Regions from separate parts of the Mus musculus genome. Here regions 1, 2 and 4 are each linked to region 3. A link is a contact called in public Hi-C and HiChIP or PLAC-seq data. All regions are on one chromosome and are shown on one strand. Each heading gives the region's core, a stretch centred on a gene start, on an enhancer-like site or on the middle of the called end of the contact. The rest is flanking DNA. Distances are from core to core; before and after follow the strand shown. Region 1 overlaps Gm30790 (predicted gene, 30790). Region 2 overlaps Nrip1 (nuclear receptor interacting protein 1). Region 3 has its middle 8.8 kb from the start of Gm30726. Region 4 has its middle 23 kb from the start of Gm52253.

The links. A called contact is a pair of places that touch in the nucleus more often than the background predicts. HiChIP or PLAC-seq counts read pairs in DNA pulled down with a chosen protein or histone mark.
Region 1: a Hi-C map of epidermal suprabasal cells shows a contact between it and region 3, with 1.8 times the contacts expected there. The contact joins two enhancer-like sites. A contact is called at or near these places in 9 of 484 Hi-C or Micro-C datasets (CD4 T cells, Th2 cells, embryonic fibroblasts and 5 more).
Region 2: an HNF4G HiChIP or PLAC-seq map of pancreatic cancer cells shows a contact between it and region 3. The contact joins two enhancer-like sites. A contact is called at or near these places in 2 of 484 Hi-C or Micro-C datasets (liver and rod photoreceptor) and 2 of 115 datasets of contacts at active chromatin or transcription factors (microglia and pancreatic cancer cells).
Region 4: a FOXA1 HiChIP or PLAC-seq map of pancreatic cancer cells shows a contact between it and region 3. The contact joins two enhancer-like sites. A contact is called at or near these places in 3 of 484 Hi-C or Micro-C datasets (the G1E-ER4 cell line, nephron progenitors and pancreatic cancer cells) and 3 of 115 datasets of contacts at active chromatin or transcription factors (microglia and pancreatic cancer cells).

The regions. Positions count from the first base shown.
Region 1 is chr16:76,770,804-76,773,503 of GRCm38.p6, reverse strand. The region is part of intron 1 of Gm30790 (predicted gene, 30790); the gene reads left to right. Among named protein-coding and RNA genes, the nearest start is that of Gm30790, 6.9 kb to the left of the region's middle. Within about 2 kb of position 1,268, at least 2 of the 459 cell types and tissues checked have an H3K27ac peak or open chromatin away from gene starts, as enhancers often do. A contact at or near this core is called in epidermal suprabasal cells, where this site is marked.
Region 2 is chr16:76,292,712-76,295,411 of GRCm38.p6, reverse strand. Nrip1 (nuclear receptor interacting protein 1) reads left to right here. Exons shown (of 4, transcript NM_173440.3): 4 at 397-2,700. The coding sequence starts at 745. Among named protein-coding and RNA genes, the nearest start is that of Gm30569, 6.7 kb to the left of the region's middle. Within about 2 kb of position 1,416, at least 83 of the 459 cell types and tissues checked have an H3K27ac peak or open chromatin away from gene starts, as enhancers often do. A contact at or near this core is called in pancreatic cancer cells, where this site is marked.
Region 3 is chr16:76,538,600-76,541,299 of GRCm38.p6, reverse strand. No RefSeq gene overlaps it. Among named protein-coding and RNA genes, the nearest start is that of Gm30726, 8.8 kb to the left of the region's middle. Within about 2 kb of position 1,384, at least 113 of the 459 cell types and tissues checked have an H3K27ac peak or open chromatin away from gene starts, as enhancers often do. A contact at or near this core is called in epidermal suprabasal cells and pancreatic cancer cells, where this site is marked.
Region 4 is chr16:76,408,293-76,411,020 of GRCm38.p6, reverse strand. No RefSeq gene overlaps it. Among named protein-coding and RNA genes, the nearest start is that of Gm52253, 23 kb to the left of the region's middle. Within about 2 kb of position 1,465, at least 47 of the 459 cell types and tissues checked have an H3K27ac peak or open chromatin away from gene starts, as enhancers often do. A contact at or near this core is called in pancreatic cancer cells, where this site is marked.

The DNA.
Region 1 (2,700 bases), core at 19-2,518, 230 kb before region 3:
AGATAGAGTAAGTAGGCAAAGCTCATTCATGGTTAAAATCAGTTACATAAAAATGAGATAATTTCATATATGTACATTTTATAAGATCCTGAGTAAAATTACTTATGCCAGTATTGTGATCTAGTAGATATGATACACACACACACACACATATCTTAGCCAACATTAAGATTTTTACATAAAAAGCATGTAGACAAAAACAGTATCTAGGAGTCTTATTTTTATATGTTTTATTTTGTGTACAGACCTTTAGCTTGCATGTATATCTGGGTATCTTGTGTGTGTGTCTGGTGGCTATGCAGGTCAGAAGAGAGTCTGGATCCTTGTCACTGGAGTCACAGAGAACTGCGTACCAGCATGCGGGTGCTATGAATATAGTGGAGGCCCTCAGCAAAAGCAACCAGTTCTCTTAAGCAACAAAACATTGCTCCAGCATCTATTCTTACTTCTCAATTTAATTTCATTTATTAGTCTATCTGGTGTGTGTGTGTGTGTGTGTGTGTGTGTGTGTGTGTGTGTGTGTACACGCATGTATACAATACGATGCACATGTGCAAGTGTGGGCACACATGTGAAAGTCCACGGATGACTTTCAGAAGTTGTTTTTTTCCACATCCTTGGGTTTCTAGCCCTTATTACCTGCTGTGCCATCTCACTGACCCAATAGCTGACTGTTGTGAATGAGAAGCTCTTTAGCTATAATGAATCATCGCTCAGCCTTTCTACAGAGCAAAATCACGAGGTTGGACACACATGAGATGCTCAATGCTGGGCCTGGATCAATAAGGACATGGTGTCTATGGTCAACTTGTAGAAAAAAAAATTTCTGGAGATTCTATTTCACTCAGCTTACTTCAATCATCTTCATGATGAAATTTGTTCTCTCTCTCTTGGACTGCGATTCTGTTGGCTTAAGGCTGAGTTTGCCCATTACTAGTCAGTATGGGGTTTTACTTGGTACTTAAATTCCATGGTCTTTAAGTGCTGCCAAATCTTACAACAAAGGACCCACCTGGGCACAACGGTTCCAGGTTACTGCTACTAAGTTTTTACTACCAATTAATGGGCAACAGTGACATATGACCAAACACAGTGTGCCCTTCTAAAAGCCGTGATCCTGTCACCTGGTTGCTGTCGTGTCAGCGAGCACCCTGCGGGCGAGAAGGCAATATGGTTGTGAAGTTTGAGTGAGATTCTGCTCTGTCAGCAGGATTTCTTTTTCATAGGGCATTCCCACAAGAGCAGTTCAGAGTCTGTCATCACATGTCTTGATTATATCACCTGCTATATGCATAAATGAATATTTCCTTCACATTCCATCAGTGTGTATGTATGACATCTATATGGCAGAATATGTTCATAGAAAAAAAAGCCTCATCTTATGATTTTCATATGTATAGGGCCTTTTAATGTATGTACCCTTCCACACAGAAAACCAACTTAAAAATGTTACTACCAGCTGTGGTAAAATACATTGCAATCCTGCAAAACCTGTTGATTGAGAAATATTTAAAACGCTGAATAAGATACAAAAGCCCATTCGAACACACCCGTGCTTACACTCCCGAGCCAGCAAGAGTGGCTAGATCAAGCACAAGCATGAATCCAGGACAAGGAGAGCTGGCAGAGCTGCGCATGTCTTCTAGAACCATGTGAAGAGGAGCTTTGAGTCCTACAGTCCACATAGAGTTTGAAAGTATAAAACTGTGGGCTTCTGAATATGAGCCAAACCGTGGGGTAAAGGTGGAATTCCAAAAAGACCCTCCATGAAATGCTTAGGAGCAAGATCAAGTAGCTGTCATACCAAGGATGGCATCGAGGGAAACGGACTCTTCCCTACGGGATATAGGGTGAAAGCAAAACAAACAAACAAACAAAAAAACAATAAACAAATTAATAATTCAATCTAGCAAGACGTGGTTCAATCCGTCCAAATCACAGATCCCTCTACACAGTCATAAAGGGCAATCTAAAAAGAAAACGACACTCTTTTTTTTTTTTTTAATACGGAGCATTAAAAAGAACAAAATACTTAGGAATACATTTAAGCAAAGAGACAACAAACATTGCATTACAAAAATGCCAATATAAAACCTAAACCCTCAGAGAAACCTACTTTGTTCCTGAATGAGAAGACACTGTTGGGAAGATGACATTGATACCCGAAGCCATCTATGGGTTCTATCAAATACTTGTGCTGGAATGTTTAAGGCAGCCTTCTTCCCAGTAGTTACAAAGGTGACAATCTAGCTCAGTGTCTATCACTTGCCTCACATGAATAAGGGTTTGACCTCTACTACCCCACCTGGAAGCAGAAATTAGATTGTAACAGCAAATGCTGTATGATTCCATTTATACGCCACACCCAGAACAGGCAACTCTATAGGTGTAGAAGGCACTTTAGTCGTTGACTGGGACTAGAAGAGCAGATAGTGGGAAGAAACTGCTTGCTACTCTGCAAAGGGCTTCCATTTGCAGTTAAGAAAGCATACTGGAAGTGTATTCAGATGGTGGTGACCCTTCTGTAAGGCTGATTTACAAAATTCCACTGAGTGTATTCTTAAGTGGTTCGTTTCCTAGTATAGAAAATCTACCTTGATTTGGAAAAAACACAAAACAGAACACAAAACAAACTCACAAGTCAAAAGCTCTTTCTCCAAAGAGATTTTCGAACACATATTGACCCTGATTTGGGTCTAT
Region 2 (2,700 bases), core at 167-2,666, 250 kb after region 3:
ACATCCGGGGTGGGTTCTGATTTAGGAAATGATTATTTATTTACCTGCAGTCTCGTTTTTCGGGGAAGGTAGGAAATAAACAATGAAACACGTACGTGTGTGTTACTTACTGTACAGCATTGGAGCCTCTTAGTAAACTGTGCTGTGTTCGCAAGGCCGTAGCTCATCCTTCCGTTGCAGTGAAGTATTTTTAAGGATACATACCTACAAATCACATGTTAAATGGATGTGGCTGTCATGTGTATGTGTGCATAGTGTGTGTGTGTGTGTGCAAACTATATTTATAATGTGTTATACCTTATGTGAAACTCACAATGCTGTATTCTATTCCTTATAGGTAATGAGCATGATGCCAGCTCTGTTTCTCCTCAACTATTTTTATTTTTATATTTTTAGATACTGACGTGCGTTTGGTGAGCAACGAAAGATGATGAAGAAAGAAAACCAGCATATTCCCTGAGACCTGGGTGCCAGCGCTGCCGCTGTGCTAAGGAAGTTGCGAGGCTGGCCCTTGCCTAGCCACTCATCAGTGCTGTAGTCTGCACCCGAGTTTGCCCCAGCCTCTGAGCCCCTCGTCACTGCCTGAAGATCCCCTGGTCAGAATGTTAACAGTGCATCTCTGCCCGACTGCTATGGGAGGTGATCAGGTGACGCTCACTTCCTGACGTCACGTGGGATCTTACTGACGAGAGGAGCTCTTTCACGTGAACGGAAGCCGAGCCCCTGTGAGCGCTTGTATTGAACATGACTCATGGAGAAGAGCTTGGCTCTGATGTGCATCAGGATTCTATTGTCTTAACTTACCTCGAAGGGTTACTAATGCATCAGGCAGCAGGGGGATCAGGCACTGCCATTAACAAAAAGTCTGCTGGCCACAAAGAGGAAGACCAGAACTTTAACCTCTCGGGCAGTGCGTTTCCCTCCTGTCAAAGCAATGGTCCCACTGTCAGTACCCAGACGTACCAGGGATCTGGCATGCTGCACCTCAAAAAAGCCAGACTGCTGCAGTCTTCCGAGGACTGGAACGCGGCAAAGCGGAAGAGGCTGTCTGATTCCATCGTGAATTTAAACGTAAAGAAGGAAGCGTTGCTGGCTGGCATGGTTGACAGTGTGCCTAAAGGCAAACAGGATAGCACATTGCTGGCCTCTTTGCTTCAGTCATTCAGCTCTAGGCTGCAGACTGTTGCTCTGTCACAGCAGATTAGACAGAGCCTCAAGGAGCAGGGATATGCCCTCAGTCACGAGTCTTTAAAAGTGGAGAAGGATTTAAGGTGCTATGGCGTGGCCTCAAGTCACTTAAAAACTCTGTTGAAGAAAAGTAAAACCAAGGATCAAAAGTCAGGTCCCACCCTCCCTGACGTGACTCCAAACCTTATCAGAGATAGCTTTGTTGAGTCATCCCATCCCGCAGTGGGACAAAGTGGGACAAAGGTCATGAGTGAGCCCTTGTCATGTGCTGCAAGATTACAGGCTGTTGCCAGCATGGTGGAGAAAAGGGCGAGTCCCGCTGCCTCCCCAAAGCCTAGTGTTGCCTGCAGCCAGTTGGCGCTGCTCCTGTCCAGCGAGGCCCACCTGCAGCAGTACTCTCGGGAACATGCTCTAAAAACGCAGAACGCACATCAGGTGGCAAGCGAAAGACTTGCAGCCATGGCCAGATTGCAAGAGAATGGGCAGAAGGACGTGGGCAGTTCGCAGCTCTCCAAAGGGGTGTCTGGCCATCTCAACGGGCAGGCCAGAGCACTGCCGGCAAGCAAACTGGTGGCCAACAAGAATAACGCTGCCACCTTTCAGAGTCCAATGGGTGTTGTCCCTTCCTCCCCCAAAAACACGAGCTATAAGAACTCACTGGAAAGAAACAACCTAAAGCAGGCTGCTAATAACAGTCTGCTTTTGCATCTCCTCAAAAGCCAGACCATACCCACGCCGATGAACGGGCACAGCCAGAACGAGAGAGCGAGCAGTTTTGAGAGTAGCACGCCCACCACGATTGATGAGTACTCCGATAACAACCCGAGCTTTACAGATGACAGCAGTGGAGACGAAAGCTCGTACTCCAATTGCGTTCCCATAGACCTGTCTTGCAAACACCGGATCGAAAAGCCGGAAGCTGAGCGGCCCGTTTCGCTGGAGAACCTAACCCAGTCCTTGTTAAACACGTGGGATCCCAAGATCCCCGGCGTTGACATCAAAGAAGATCAAGATACCTCAACAAATTCCAAGCTGAATTCACACCAGAAAGTCACTCTTCTTCAGTTGCTGCTCGGCCATAAAAGTGAAGAAACTGTTGAAAGGAACGCCAGCCCTCAGGACATCCATAGTGATGGGACTAAGTTCAGTCCTCAGAATTACACAAGGACTTCTGTCATCGAAAGCCCCAGTACCAACAGGACTACCCCAGTGAGCACTCCACCACTGTATACAGCCAGCCAAGCAGAGTCTCCCATCAATCTTTCCCAGCACTCTCTGGTCATCAAGTGGAATTCCCCGCCGTATGCCTGCAGTACTCCCGCTTCCAAGCTCACGAACACCGCGCCTAGCCACCTGATGGACCTCACGAAAGGCAAAGAGTCCCAAGCCGAGAAACCAGCCCCGAGTGAAGGTGCACAAAATTCCGCCACGTTCAGTGCCAGTAAACTGTTACAAAATTTGGCTCAGTGCGGATTGCAGTCTTCCGGGCCAGGGGAAGAGCAGAGACCCTGC
Region 3 (2,700 bases), core at 135-2,634:
CCCAATGCATTCCACTGGCACTGATCTGAAGACCTAATAAGGAGAATGGCCGGTTTGTCCAACCAGGTAGATCAGAGGCTTTCTGTTTGCCTTTGTGATCAAAGTCACAAGAGAGAGTCTTTATGAGTCGTCTTTGCTTTTGGCAGTTAGCTTAGTCACTGAACAGAGCTGGAAATTAAAGTGGGTAACAACTCCAAAGTCCAAGAGGGCTCTGAATTAAACATTTGGATTTTCAGAATTGACCATATTACTCATAACTCCCTTATCTTCTGGAAAAACACTTAAGTTCCTTTAAGGGTAAGGCTTTGTCGCACAAGTCCTCAGCCCTTAAATGTTATATTATACTTTAATACTTAACACTTTAATATATTAAATATAAAATGATACATGAATACACACACACACAGGAGCTAAAGAGAAGTTGGCCTAACTTGTGAACAGTTCACGCCCTCGTTTGTCAAAGCATAAGAGAAGAGAGGATTAGGCCTAATTTGTACTCTGGGGTCAGTTGAATACTAAACAGGGGCAGACTTGCAATTACAGTTAAACTATAGTGTCTCTGAGATTTAACAGTGAGTCAGCCCTCGGGTCGCTACCATAGCGACGAGCTTTGTGGACTCATCAAATATTATTCTCAATTTACAAAAAAAAAAAAAAAAAAAAAAAAAAAAAACTGTTATGGAGGCAGACAGGTTAAGTCACTTCTAGAAGATCCTAATATGTCAGCAGGAAAGGGAAGCCTGAAGCAACAGGCTTACTGCACAAATACCTGTGTCTGTGACCTCACACTGGATACTGTTCCTCCCTGAGCCTGGACTTCCTGTCTAGCTAACGAACTTAGCTAACGAGCAAACACACACCTCTAAATGACAAGGAATGGCAAGACTGCTATTTTTTAAAAAGAAGAGGATAGAAAAACAAACAAACAAACAAACAAACACAACAACAAAAGTGACTTAATTTATTCAGGACTAAGTAGGACCTGTTTGTTGTTGTTGTTGTTGTTGTTGTTTTATTAGTGGGAAGATTAAATATTTCCCTGGACTTTCATTTTAGAAATAAACTTAGACAGCAGCATGAATAAACATGAAACAAATGTATTTACTCGTGTTTTATCTAGCGCCTTTGAAACGATGATGTGGACTGTTTCCACCTAGAAAACTGAGTCAGACAGTGATGTAAAGGGTCACTTCTTGAACAGCAATCATGAAGAGACTGAGCTACCGGTTTCTGGCTCAGGCCTTGCAGAAATCTTGAACCAGGACACCGAAGAGTTAACCGGAGGCCCAGACAGTTCCCTGCTGATCTGGTAATGAGAGAGAGAGCCGAGCTGCTGAATGTCAATAGCTCCTTGTGAACTTGGGTAACCCAGCTGAGCCCTGAGCTTGCCAGAGCTGGGGGAGGTAATCAGCTTGACCTTTGTGACCTTCCTGAGGCTCTGCTCTGTCCTGCCTGGAGAAACCTCTTTGCATATGATTTCCACATGCCTCTCCGTTGAAACCCTTTCAGGAGAACTGGACCTGAGTCAGCCTCAAGACGCAGCCTAATAGATAGAAGTTAGTCATTGCTGACGAGAGATTGCACAATACTGTAGGTGCTTGGGGGGAAAAAATGGATGCAAACACATCCTGGCATCCTGGAAACCACAGAAAGATTTCCAGCAACTGCTATGACATCTGTCCTTACAGATTTAGTAAAATGTGACTTATGTTAGAGTTCCGTCGGCCCTTCGCATACACCTATGGAGTTCTAGTCTACCGCTTCTGTTTACCTTTCTGATTTTGGTAGTTCCCGTTCCTTGAATTGTTTACATATTACTACTCTGATTGCCAACCAAGAAGTCATGTATGATGTGCCACAGATAGGTTAAGAGGCTATTTCCTGCCATTTTTGGTGTGTTGTTACACAGCCATTCTTATTCATTTCAAAACCTGAAACCTGAACAATCACTTCAATCAACCCCCATGTGTCGAAAAGTACTGTTCGTAAAAGAATGATGTTATTCATAAACTGAGAATAGGCATCCGAATTCTTAACTGCATCCCTTAGCCATGTAGACAATTGATTTGTATAATGAACCTTAACAATCATAGACTGGAAATTTATAAACAACTCCTATAACAATTGAGAGAAGTCAAATCCTGAAGACTCTTACATGTTACAAAAAGAGGTAGTTGGCTCAAGCACATAGCGGGCATTATTATCAGCTTTAACTCAAAGACACATTATTCTATCAAGGTGCTGGTACCAGTTCCATTGTTACTTTGTGGACTAAAAGGCAAGAAGGTCGCATTTTATGGTAGGCTAAGGAAGCAAACAAGACGAAAAGGTTTGTGTGATCCAATACTGTAAAACATTCTGTACTTTGTTCTTGGAACGAGCATGCGTGGTTGGAAATGCAGAAGAGATAAGCATCTTGCTCCCAACTCTGTTAAATTGAACATTATACCCACTGTTTGGTCTGAAGGAACACAACCCAGTTATAAACCCGACAAGGAGCTGAGGGGGGATTGAAGGTCAAAATTACTTGAAGGACATGGCCCCTGTATTTTTTATCACAACTGATAAACACGAAAAGTCTACCTAACAACTGTACATCAGCCCGATTTGGCTGTTTCTGGCTCAGGTACCTTGTACTTGAAGACGCAAAGGCCTCTGAACAAATATCTTCAGAGTCTGAATCCTAAAGTAGACTGGGTT
Region 4 (2,728 bases), core at 216-2,715, 130 kb after region 3:
GAGTGCTCTCGGTTTCTGTGAATAAAGGTCAAGTATATCATCTATCAAGTTGTATTGTGTATGTGTGTGTGTTTATAGACTGTTTTGTCTGTTATTTATTTATTTATTTATTTATTTTGGATTTCTATAATCAGTGCTATTTTACCTTCCCTTGAGGTGGGAAGAAATGAAACCTCAAAATGTTTCTTTTTGCACCGCCATTTTAGGGTGCACATGAGTAATAACCTGGAAATTATCTGTGACTATCAAGCACAAGCATTATTCTAATCACACTGCCAGCAAACTGGAAACACCAAGCTACCCTTTTTCTTCTTTACAGAGCCCGTTCAATGGACATATATTCCAAAAAGCAAACGCTTGGAGTTCCGAGTTTCTCTGTAGGGTGTGATTTGGTCACAAGCGAGGTGACGAGCTAATTTGGCGAATTGCTGTTTGAGCTTATTTTCAGTTGAACTTCTGCTGAGAGAAGAAAGAAGAAGCAGGCGAGCGGAGAACACACTCTATGCATCACCGAAACTTATTGCTTATCTTTATTGCATTTGCGTAAATGCTCTTTTTCTGCTGTTGCCAAGTAAGTCATCATATTTTAGTTCTGCACTGAATCCCTCAGTAGGAGGCGAGGTTTGAATAGATCCAGAGTGCAGGAAATAAAAAGAATGCCCATCATGGCTAAAATGCTATGATACCCAGACTCTCTCCTACTTCCTCCTCTGGAAATGTGTATACTTCGTGCTACTGTATATGAATTGTTTTCTAGAAATAAGAATAGGCTTTTGTAATAAGGTTTTCAGTTAAGCGAAAATGTCTTCCATTGTTGTTCTGATAAAAACAATACTTGCTCACTGTGTAACCAAAGTATGTCAAAGAAAGAAGAATTATGTAACTGAAGTGCCACCTCTCAGAAGCCCACTAGCATCACAGTGGTCAGCTTTCTCATCTCTTTGTATAAACCTATACATTGATGTTCGAATAATATTACAGCAACAATTATTTTCATTTGAGGAACTACCTTATTTTTATACATTAATGGCCGATTCTCCCTCTCTTTGATGTCATCCGTTGATATGTTCTCTTAAGCATAGGCATTACACACCCTCATTTAAAGAGTTTGTCACTCTACTCTCCAAATGGACTTCTTATTTTTCTAATACTCTATTATGTTGTCTCCACAATTTTAAAGTAATCCAAGGGACAATTTTAACACTTGTCCCTAATTTGACTGTCAATAGTTACTTAGTACTTCCTCATGTTTACAATCAGATTGTTTCCAGTTTTCTTATCATCACAGAAAGATGAAGTGAGCAGGCATGTGTATGTCTTTTACATAAATGTTTGTATGGTGGTTTGATTGATGACTGTCCTCCCTTGGCTCAGATATTTGAACACAGTCCCTGATAGAGGCTTACAAGGTGTGGCTTTGCTGGAGGAAATGTGTCATTCAGCACTGGTCTGAGGAGTTCCTGGCTTCATTTTCCAGTTTGCCCTCTGTGACTCACACTTGTGTTGGAAAATAGGCATCTCTGAGCTTTCTTATCCTGCCATCATGCCTAACATTCGGGCCATCCTCTCCACTAGACATGACTCATCTGTTTAGAACTGTAAGTTTAAATAAATGCCTTATTCCATCCATTTCTTTTGCTTTGGGTCATATGGTCTTTTTGTTTGTTTTCTGCTTTTTGCTTTTTAACCACAACAACTGAAAACCAAGTAGAACCATCTAGTCAGAAGTGTGTGTGTGTGTATGTGTCTGTGTGTGTGTGTGTGTGTGTGTGTGTGTGAATACTTAATGTAGCAGACATTGCCAAGTTTTTAACAGCACAGCTTCAACACTGCCGATGTCCATAGCAATGTATCCCTGCCCATAACCCAGAGCAGCAAATCAAAACAAAACACTTGCTTGTATAATTTGATAGCTGGGGAAATTTTATCTTTATTTTGGCTTTCATTCCCTTTGCCCCTAATACAGGTGTTACATCCAAGTGCGCTGATGTAGAAATTGACTATTCCCTTCTCTTGGCAACCTTGCTATGGTATGTGCTTAGTTTATATTTCCATTAGAAAGCACTGCTGTTGATTATTTGGAAAGCCTGAAGGAAGCTGTGATCCCCAGGTTTATCTTTGTTGACAGTGCCTGCTGTTTTCGTCTCTCATGATATGTGAAAAACACTGTACAGCTGCTGTCTCTGATAGCCAGATGTTCAGTATTGTATGTGGATGTTTATTAAGTATATAGTAAGTCAAAGTGAAAGAATAGGTAACAAGAGATAGACACATAGCTAAATAGACAGACAGATAACTAAACCTCATCGAACTGAGTACTCTAACATCAACTGTGGAGCCCTAATGGGGCAAGCAGCTGATGTGCTCCGAGAGTGTTCTGGGAAGAGCAAAGAGTATCCTCTAGTTTTCCACGGATGAGCGTCCCATGGCTGCATGGCTGCCCTCTCTTTCCCACTACAGGCCCATCACATGGTGGGATGAACAGCAGTAATCTCTTTTGGAAGTGGTTCATCATTTAGCAGCTCTCAAGGACACGGTGTTTTTCCCCGTGGGCTGTTTTGCCCGTCATTCTCCCCCTTCCTTGCCACAGAGTTAGGTAAGGCTGCCCATCATCAGACAAGGCTGTTAGAGGACACTTGGCACAGACAGGACGGAGTCTGAAGTCAAGGGCCCAGTTTCACTTCCAGAACCAGCTTTGGAGTGACTTCCAACAACCCATGACAATGTC